Regions from separate parts of the Cyprinus carpio genome. Here region 2 is linked to region 1. A link is a contact called in public Hi-C data. All regions are on one chromosome and are shown on one strand. Each heading gives the region's core, a stretch centred on a gene start, on an enhancer-like site or on the middle of the called end of the contact. The rest is flanking DNA. Distances are from core to core; before and after follow the strand shown.

Region 1 (4,005 bases), core at 536-3,035:
TGAGATGCACAGAAAGAGACATAAAGGAACTTTTCTGTTTAGCTGTAGCAGACCACACAGTAATTCAATCAGATTGCCTTCACTGATCTTTGAGTTTGACACACACACACACACACACACACACACACACACACACACACACACACACACACACACACACACACACACATATATATAGTAAAAATTTGTTTCAAGTGATGGTTCACTCAAAAATAATAATTCTGTCATAATTTACTCAACCTCATGTCATTCCAAATTTTTCATATTATGTAAAACAGGATTTTCCCTCCTCCTTCCCCAGCCAACGCTGCAAAAAATCTTCTTAGTATTTTTGTTATATTTTCCAGTTCCAATATCTAAAGATCAAGATAAAGATACATTTACTTGAGAAGCAACATATAAAATATGAGGACTTGTTTTCAGAGAATTTATCTTTATTATGAGTGTTTTCTTACTGCACTGGCAGATTTTTTTCTCTTGCCTAAAACAAGTAAAAAATGAGTTAAAATTCTGCTGATGCAGTAAGACTAAATAAAACTATATTCGAGATACAGTCAGTCTTAATATTTTATGAAATGTTGCTTCTCAAGTAAATTTAGTAATTTTTGGAAAATAATCTTCTGAAATGTGTCATTTAGAAATCTTCATGATATTGAGGTCACAATCAGGAGCTACTAACTGTTATAACAGTTATTTTATTTCATTATTTACATTAATGTTTGGGAGTAGAAAATTGTCATGTAAAGCTGAATTACAAATGTTAGAAAGTTGACCATCACTGTAAGTGGACTAATAATAAAATGTAATAAAACAAATAGGACATTTAACAGATTAAGTAAGGCACAATAAAAAAAATCATATTTGTGTTGTGTTTGTGTATGAAATAAGATTGGCTAACACTTTAGAACTATTCACTACATTTACATTTACATTAATGCATTTAGCAGACGCTTTTATCCAAAGTGACTTACAGTGCATTCAGGTTACACATGTGTTCCCTGGGAATTGAACCCACAACCATATTACTAGCATATAGACTGTTTATTAGTACTTATAAAGCTCACATTAATGCCTTATTCTGCATTTTACATCCCTTAATCCTACCTAATACCTATAAACATAACTACTACAACCGCTACCTTATTTATTATCAATAATCCACTAATTAGCAGTATGTTTAGGGAAAACTGTGAATATGTTCCCTAATGTAAAGTGTTACCTAAATTGGTATATGAAAGAAATTTTATTAGAAACATACATAAGATGTATAAGTTACGAAACGAAATTCTGTTTTTAAAAGGGTTCATGTTCTGCCACTGCTTCAAGTTGTTCACCTGTCAGGCCTTTTGGAGTGTCTGCAGTGTGTCAGACTGATGACATTGATGATCAGGCTGATATGGGCCTAATGAGGTCTTGTCAGAAAATTGCCTGACTTATGTTTAAGTCCTGTCACCGTGTCTGCTGAATCTGAACAGTTTCAGCACTGTCAATCAGAAGGTCATTCTCAGCTGCTATCTGGCCTACGGCTTTACACACGCACATACAAACCCACTACAGGGTAAAACCGGTAGACATGTGACAGATGTGTCCCACAATGCTATTGGAGACAGCTGTTTATCCTCGCTTCTGCCCCTGAGCTTTACAGAATCTCACATTAACTCCCTCCCAAACCCAGCAAGCCACACTCAAGCATGCCTACATGGACCAACAAAGCCCAGATCAACATGGGCGACTTTGTGTGGGTGTCACTCTTTCCGGACCTTAACTTGCCATCCAGACACCTCTCAGAGTCATTCATTGGATCTCATAAAATCCTGGAACGTAAAGTTAGTGTGTGCAGTCTGTTTTCAAAGCAGAAGGTGATGTTCTGCATCTGAGTTTTAGCACGAGAAGATTGTGAGAGATATAGAGCTCAAGAGAGTGATGCAGAGGGAGTGAACGACTCGCCTGTGTCAAGGATGCAACAGAATACAGCTGTGGCTTGTACTTACAAAGTATGTCAGTGCCAGGAAATCTGAGGAGGAAAGAGAGAGAGAGAGCGAGAGAGAGAGTGGGCGTAAACGCGAACTGAACTGACTCACCCTGCATGACTCTCTGTTCTCTCTTAAGAAAGTCTTTAAGTGCTGAAAGCTGTCGCTTCTCCGGAGACAAATCACTTCAGGACAGTTCAGAGATTGAAGCTCTGTTTCGCAGGAGGAGGAAAGAGAGGTGCTCTCACTAACCAGATTTCCATCCACATATTTTTATGCAAATTTTGAGATATTGCATCAAAAAATGCTGTGGAGAAACCGTGAGATGTCTGAGGTTCACAAAATATGCATAAAAAACAAATAGTTCTGCTCGTGCATTTACATACCTCTTGCAGATTATGCAAGATGTTAATAATTTTAACAAAATAATTTTTTTTTTTTTTTTTGGTGCTGGCCTGAATAAGCTGTGTCACATAACAGATGTTTACATATTATACACACTCTTAAAACTAAAGGTTCTTTGTTTGCATCAGTGGTTCAATTAAGAACCTTAAACATCCATGGAAACTTTCATTTTCTGCATATTTGAACCCTTTCCAACAGTGACTGTATGATTATGACATCCATCTTTCACACTGAGGACAATTGAGGAACTCATACACAACTATTACAAAAGGTGAAAGAAATTACTGACGCTCAAGAAGGAAACATTAAGAGCTGGGGGGGCTGGACATTTTGAACAGGATTTTGATTAAAGATCATATTTTTTCATTTAGTACTGCCCTTCAGAAACCACAAGACATTTAGGTTTCCCAGAAAACCAAACAAGTGCAATTTACACTGTTAATCCAATGGATAAACTTTACACCCCCAGGCTCTTAATGCATCATGTTGCCTTCTTGAGCATCAGTGAATTTTTTCATTCCCTGCATGACACATCACATACAACTATATTTTATAGAGACAATTTTATTTTATTCAGTTAACGGTTATTGTGCCATTTTAGTGTTGTGTGTTACCCTGATGGTGTTTGAGTGTGTGACCTTGCACATCGTCTATACATGAGTCTTGGCCATGGTTTATGGACAGGCACCTTATGAAGAATTCTGACTCATCATGTGGTTTCTATTGTGCCACTTGTATTATTACTGGAGAAATCCAAGTATGTTTCTCACAGTTGCATTTGTGTACCGCTGCATTCTTGAATAGATCCTCTGTGGGAGGAAAAGGTCAGTGAGTGGAAGAGCTTCCAGTCACCCAAGGTTTCCGGTGACAGCTCTGGACAATATTCTCTGTTCTGTTTGCCTTGAAACGTCTGTCCAACAACACACTGTAAAGATCTATTCAAAGCTGTCAACTGATGTGTTTTCGACATGTTTGTGATAAATTAAATCCTTTTTGTGTTGGAAGCCTCCTCCAGCTCAGAGCAGTATCATGGAAAAAGAGCAGGTCTGAGGATATCATGTAATAAGAACAATTATGCTGTATTTTTGCAGTATTCCTGGCTCTGCAGTGTGTGCTTTCGACATGGAGCTGCTGGCCGGAGTGTTTGATGGAAGATTTAAAGAGCAGAAATCGCCTGAGTCGATATGGACACCTGTCCCAGATGAGGTTTTGCCCAAACCAAGGTATTGAATGAAATGACATTTACAACTCTAGAGATTGTTTTATGTCCTCAAATGCCAACCTGCAGTGAAAAAGTTTATAATAATGTGCTGTGTTTGTGAATTTCTCAGGCCGGGTGGTTGTGCCGTGCAAGGCTCCAAGTACAATTCCTCCAATTCTTTCCCTGATGACATGTTAACTTTTGTCAAGACCCATCCGCTAATGGATGAAGCCGTCCCATCACTTGGTCAGAGACCATGGATTGTTAGGACCATGGTCAGGTGAGGACAATTTTCTCTTAGATCTGTTTGTATAGGCATGGCAGATTGTAGATTTGGAACGAAGTAATCATCTGTGATTGGCTTACAGCTGTGTATGTTTCACAGCCTACATCCTTCATAGGTGAACACTGCTGTGATTGTCAAAAAGG
Region 2 (3,641 bases), core at 164-2,663, 77 kb before region 1:
TGTTGTTTTTTTTCACCTTTGTGCTGTTCCAAACTTGCTGAACACAGAAGATATTTTGACAAATGGTAGTAACTGACAGATTGTTTACCATTAATCTCCATCATGTGGACCAAATAAGACTGAGGCATTTCTAAAAATATCTTACAACAAGAAAAAGATGAATTTCCAATTAAGTAAAATGTTATTTCTAAAAACAAATCTTAACATCGCATGCAGTTATGGCTTAAATTTAATTAATTTTAATCACTGAATTACTGGGTTGGCACTCAAGAACTGAATTGGTCCAATTTATGATTGAATCATTCTTTTGAGTCAGTTCTTCTCAGTGAATTGATTCAGTTCACAAATCTGAACTGATTCTTGAGTTAAACTCACTGACTCTATTATTAACAGCTCATAGGAGGGCAAGAGTAATAGTGAATAGTGCCTTTATGTTATACTGATTACTTCTATGATATTGTTTGTCATTTTTGTAGCCTGACACAATAACTACAACATCATACAGTTTTGGAACAACGTGAGGGTGAATAAATGATGACAGAAATATAATTTTTTTTGGCTGAACTATCTCCTGTGAGCTTTTGAGAGATCTGTAATTGTAGCTCATATTTTCTGTCTGTTATCTTAAAGAACAGAATTAGTCTCTCCATCCCCTTTCTCAGCACACACAGACCTTTGGCATAAGAGAGCCTTGTATCCCGGGCAGACAGCCTGGCAATCATGTGACACACTCTTCCCCTTTTATCCTCAGCTACAACCCTAACCCTCAAACAATCACCTACTTCTCACACACACACACACACACACACAAAATCACAGAATGCTTGTTTATGCTTTGCTTGCAGCCTAACCTTTAAACAATTATCTACTTGCTCAGTATAAATAGCATAGCATGTCACCCCTGCTTTATTTCTCCCTCTCCCTCAGCCTGCCCAGCACCACCGCCGCCGCTGTCCACAAGGAAACTTGATACCGCCAGTGTAAACTCTAGAAATGATCAGCCGGAGACCATCGTCCCTGAGAACGCTCTGCTCTGTCCTCCTGCCCCATGTCTGTCATGACTTCGAGATCTGTGAGGGGTTACATGAAGCACAACACGCTGTGGCATCGGGTCACCACATTAGCGCTAGTCGACATACGGCTCCTCTCTGCGCCGAGGGAACTGCAAGGGCTGGTGTGGAAATACTGAGCAAATTGGCTGGGATTTTTAAACCTTTCCAGATCACGCTAGGAATATGTTGTGGTAAACAATCTTGAGTGCTTTTTTTAATGCTAGGTTTATTGATGAATCTCTGTATGAGGGAGTTTAATTGCATAGCCTCAGGGTCGACTGCACAATCTCTCCGACATGGGAGAGCACTGGCTCTGCCAAATGTTAAAGATGGCACTTGGGCTTTTAAGGCCACTGCTTTTCTTTCTCTCACGCTGGCTTGTTTAAGGGCGGTTTCACCTGCCTTGTTTCTCACGACTGTTGTTGGTACCATAAGTGTTTACAACAAAGTTTCTTTGAAGCAGCACAGCGGAGGAGCAGCCTGGTGTTCACGTTAGTTATGAAAGAACAGCTTGGGGCTCCTTGGGTCAGATTTCTCCACTTATTTATGAGATAAGACTCTCCAGGACAGCTGGGCCAGTTGTTCGTTTTCACAACCTCACTCTCGTGCTTTCTCTCACGTCCCCTTTTAGCGTTTCGCACGGGTCCACCAATGGTAAACATTGTCTACGCTGCAATGTTTAGTTCTATAAACAGACTGTAAGCTAAACCTAACAAATGCTTGAAAGTCAGATTTGTCAATGGACCTCTAACATGCAACACACAGGCATAATAAACCCCTGCTACCGAACGCAAAATGCACACACACGAGAGATGACAGAGTAATTACCATGTGCCGTCAACCCCCCCCCCCCCCCCCCCAAAAAAAAACACTAGAATTCCCTACTGTGAAAATTAATCGAGCCTAAAATTGTGATGAAACTGAGAGATTATGGCTCTGATGGTATGGCCAGGAACCATTCCTGGATTGCTCATACTGGCAAGTACGTTCTCAATCACTGGCTCGAGTTAAGGCTTGTTGTCAATTTGTTTCAGTTTGATTCTAATTCACAGGCTCTCAGTTCCAATTTGGTTTTATTTTGATTCAATTCATTTGGGTATACACTATTGTTCAAAAAGTTGTTGTTTTTTAAATGTTTCTTATGCTCACCAAAGCTGTATTTGGTTGATCAAAAATTTATTTTAGTATATTTTATAATGTAATTTATTCCTGTGATGGCAAAGCTGAATTTTTAGCTGCCATTAATCCATTTTTTAGTGTCACATGATCCTTCAGAAATAATTTTAATATGCTGATTTGGTGCAGGAAATATATATATCAATGTTTTTATAAAACCATGATGCACAGGATTCTTTGATGAATAGAAAGTTCAAAAGAATAGCATTTATTTGAAATTGAAACCTTTTGTAGCATTGTAAATGCTTGCTGAATACAAGTATTAAATTATTTTCTTTTTAAAAAATCTTTGTGACCCCAAATTTTTAATGGAAGTGTACATATTTTACAATTTCCATTTTGCTTGCATATGAAGGAAATTCCCTGTCAGATACTACTATATTTTATACATGGAACCTTTAATATTACATTATGATATATATTAATGTTAATTTATAACACAAGCAACAAGGCAAAAAAAATGCAGATCAGTTGCTATTTATTTAACAGACATAATCAATGCAACCAAACGCTAACATTTAAAGCAGACAGCATTTGATGATGTGTAAATGTGTAGATGTTCTGTAGTATATTCAAATATTCCATTACTAGAAGTAATGATAAATTTTGATCTGATAACTGTAATCAGTGAATTCAAATGATAAAACTGAGTTTTTAATGATTTAATAAAAAAACACTGGAGATGCAAATGTGGCCTTTATGTCTTTGTTATCCATATCAGAAGGAAAAACTGAAAGTCATTGTTTGCTTTCACCTGCATCTTTACTTAACTGCTCATCTTGGAGCTGAGACATTGAGAAAGCAATAGATGAGAGAATGTGAAAGTGTGTGTTTGACTCTCTTTTGGAGACAGTCTTCTGCATCAGCATCAGCAGCAGCGGGTGTTGTGGCATTGCCCCATTTGCCTGTCAGATTGAAACCGGCAACTTCTGAAAAAGGGAACGGCTGAGCACAGCCTCGGCATCTCTGCAGGCAGCAGCTGCTTGGAGCCGTTCATTAATATAATAACTCAGCTCTGTATTTCTCCTCAGTCTCTGTCTCTTTCTCACCCCTCTGTGAGAGTTCACCGCTGGTGGAGCTGTGTGAAGCTGAGGAGAGTTCAGACCTCAACCTGGAGGAGCTTCACTCAGTATGTCGCTTGTCTTTTATGTTTATACCCGAAGTCAACATCTAAGCAGTTTTAGTTCTTTCATTCTCGATCTCTCCCTCTCTTTAGACTCATTCTTTCTCTGTGTGCTACTTGTAGATTTTTTTTTCATGTCGGAAGGATATTATGACACTTTTTTTCTTGTTTGCTTCAAATGAGCTTCTGTCTTTGTACCATAAGAACAAAGTGCCAGTTGCAAAGCACAAAGCTGGAACCCCTACGACCCTGTAGTTGTGTGTGCACATACATGCGCTGGTCTCTGGAGC

Evidence for each region. A called contact is a pair of places that touch in the nucleus more often than the background predicts.
Region 2: a contact with region 1 is called in a Hi-C map of skeletal muscle, with 3 times the contacts expected there. The contact joins two enhancer-like sites. A contact is called at or near these places in 2 of 8 Hi-C or Micro-C datasets (both in skeletal muscle).

The regions. Positions count from the first base shown.
Region 1 is chrB8:10,424,956-10,428,960 of ASM1834038v1, reverse strand. sema6bb (semaphorin-6B) reads left to right here. Exons shown (of 17, transcript XM_042728905.1): 11 at 3,467-3,598; 12 at 3,707-3,856. Among protein-coding and RNA genes, the nearest start is that of LOC109053270, 44 kb to the right of the region's middle. Within about 2 kb of position 1,785, at least 1 of the 8 cell types and tissues checked has an H3K27ac peak or open chromatin away from gene starts, as enhancers often do. A contact at or near this core is called in skeletal muscle, where this site is marked.
Region 2 is chrB8:10,501,998-10,505,638 of ASM1834038v1, reverse strand. All of the region lies in intron 1 of sema6bb (semaphorin-6B), which reads left to right. Among protein-coding and RNA genes, the nearest start is that of sema6bb, 13 kb to the left of the region's middle. Within about 2 kb of position 1,413, at least 1 of the 8 cell types and tissues checked has an H3K27ac peak or open chromatin away from gene starts, as enhancers often do. A contact at or near this core is called in skeletal muscle, where this site is marked.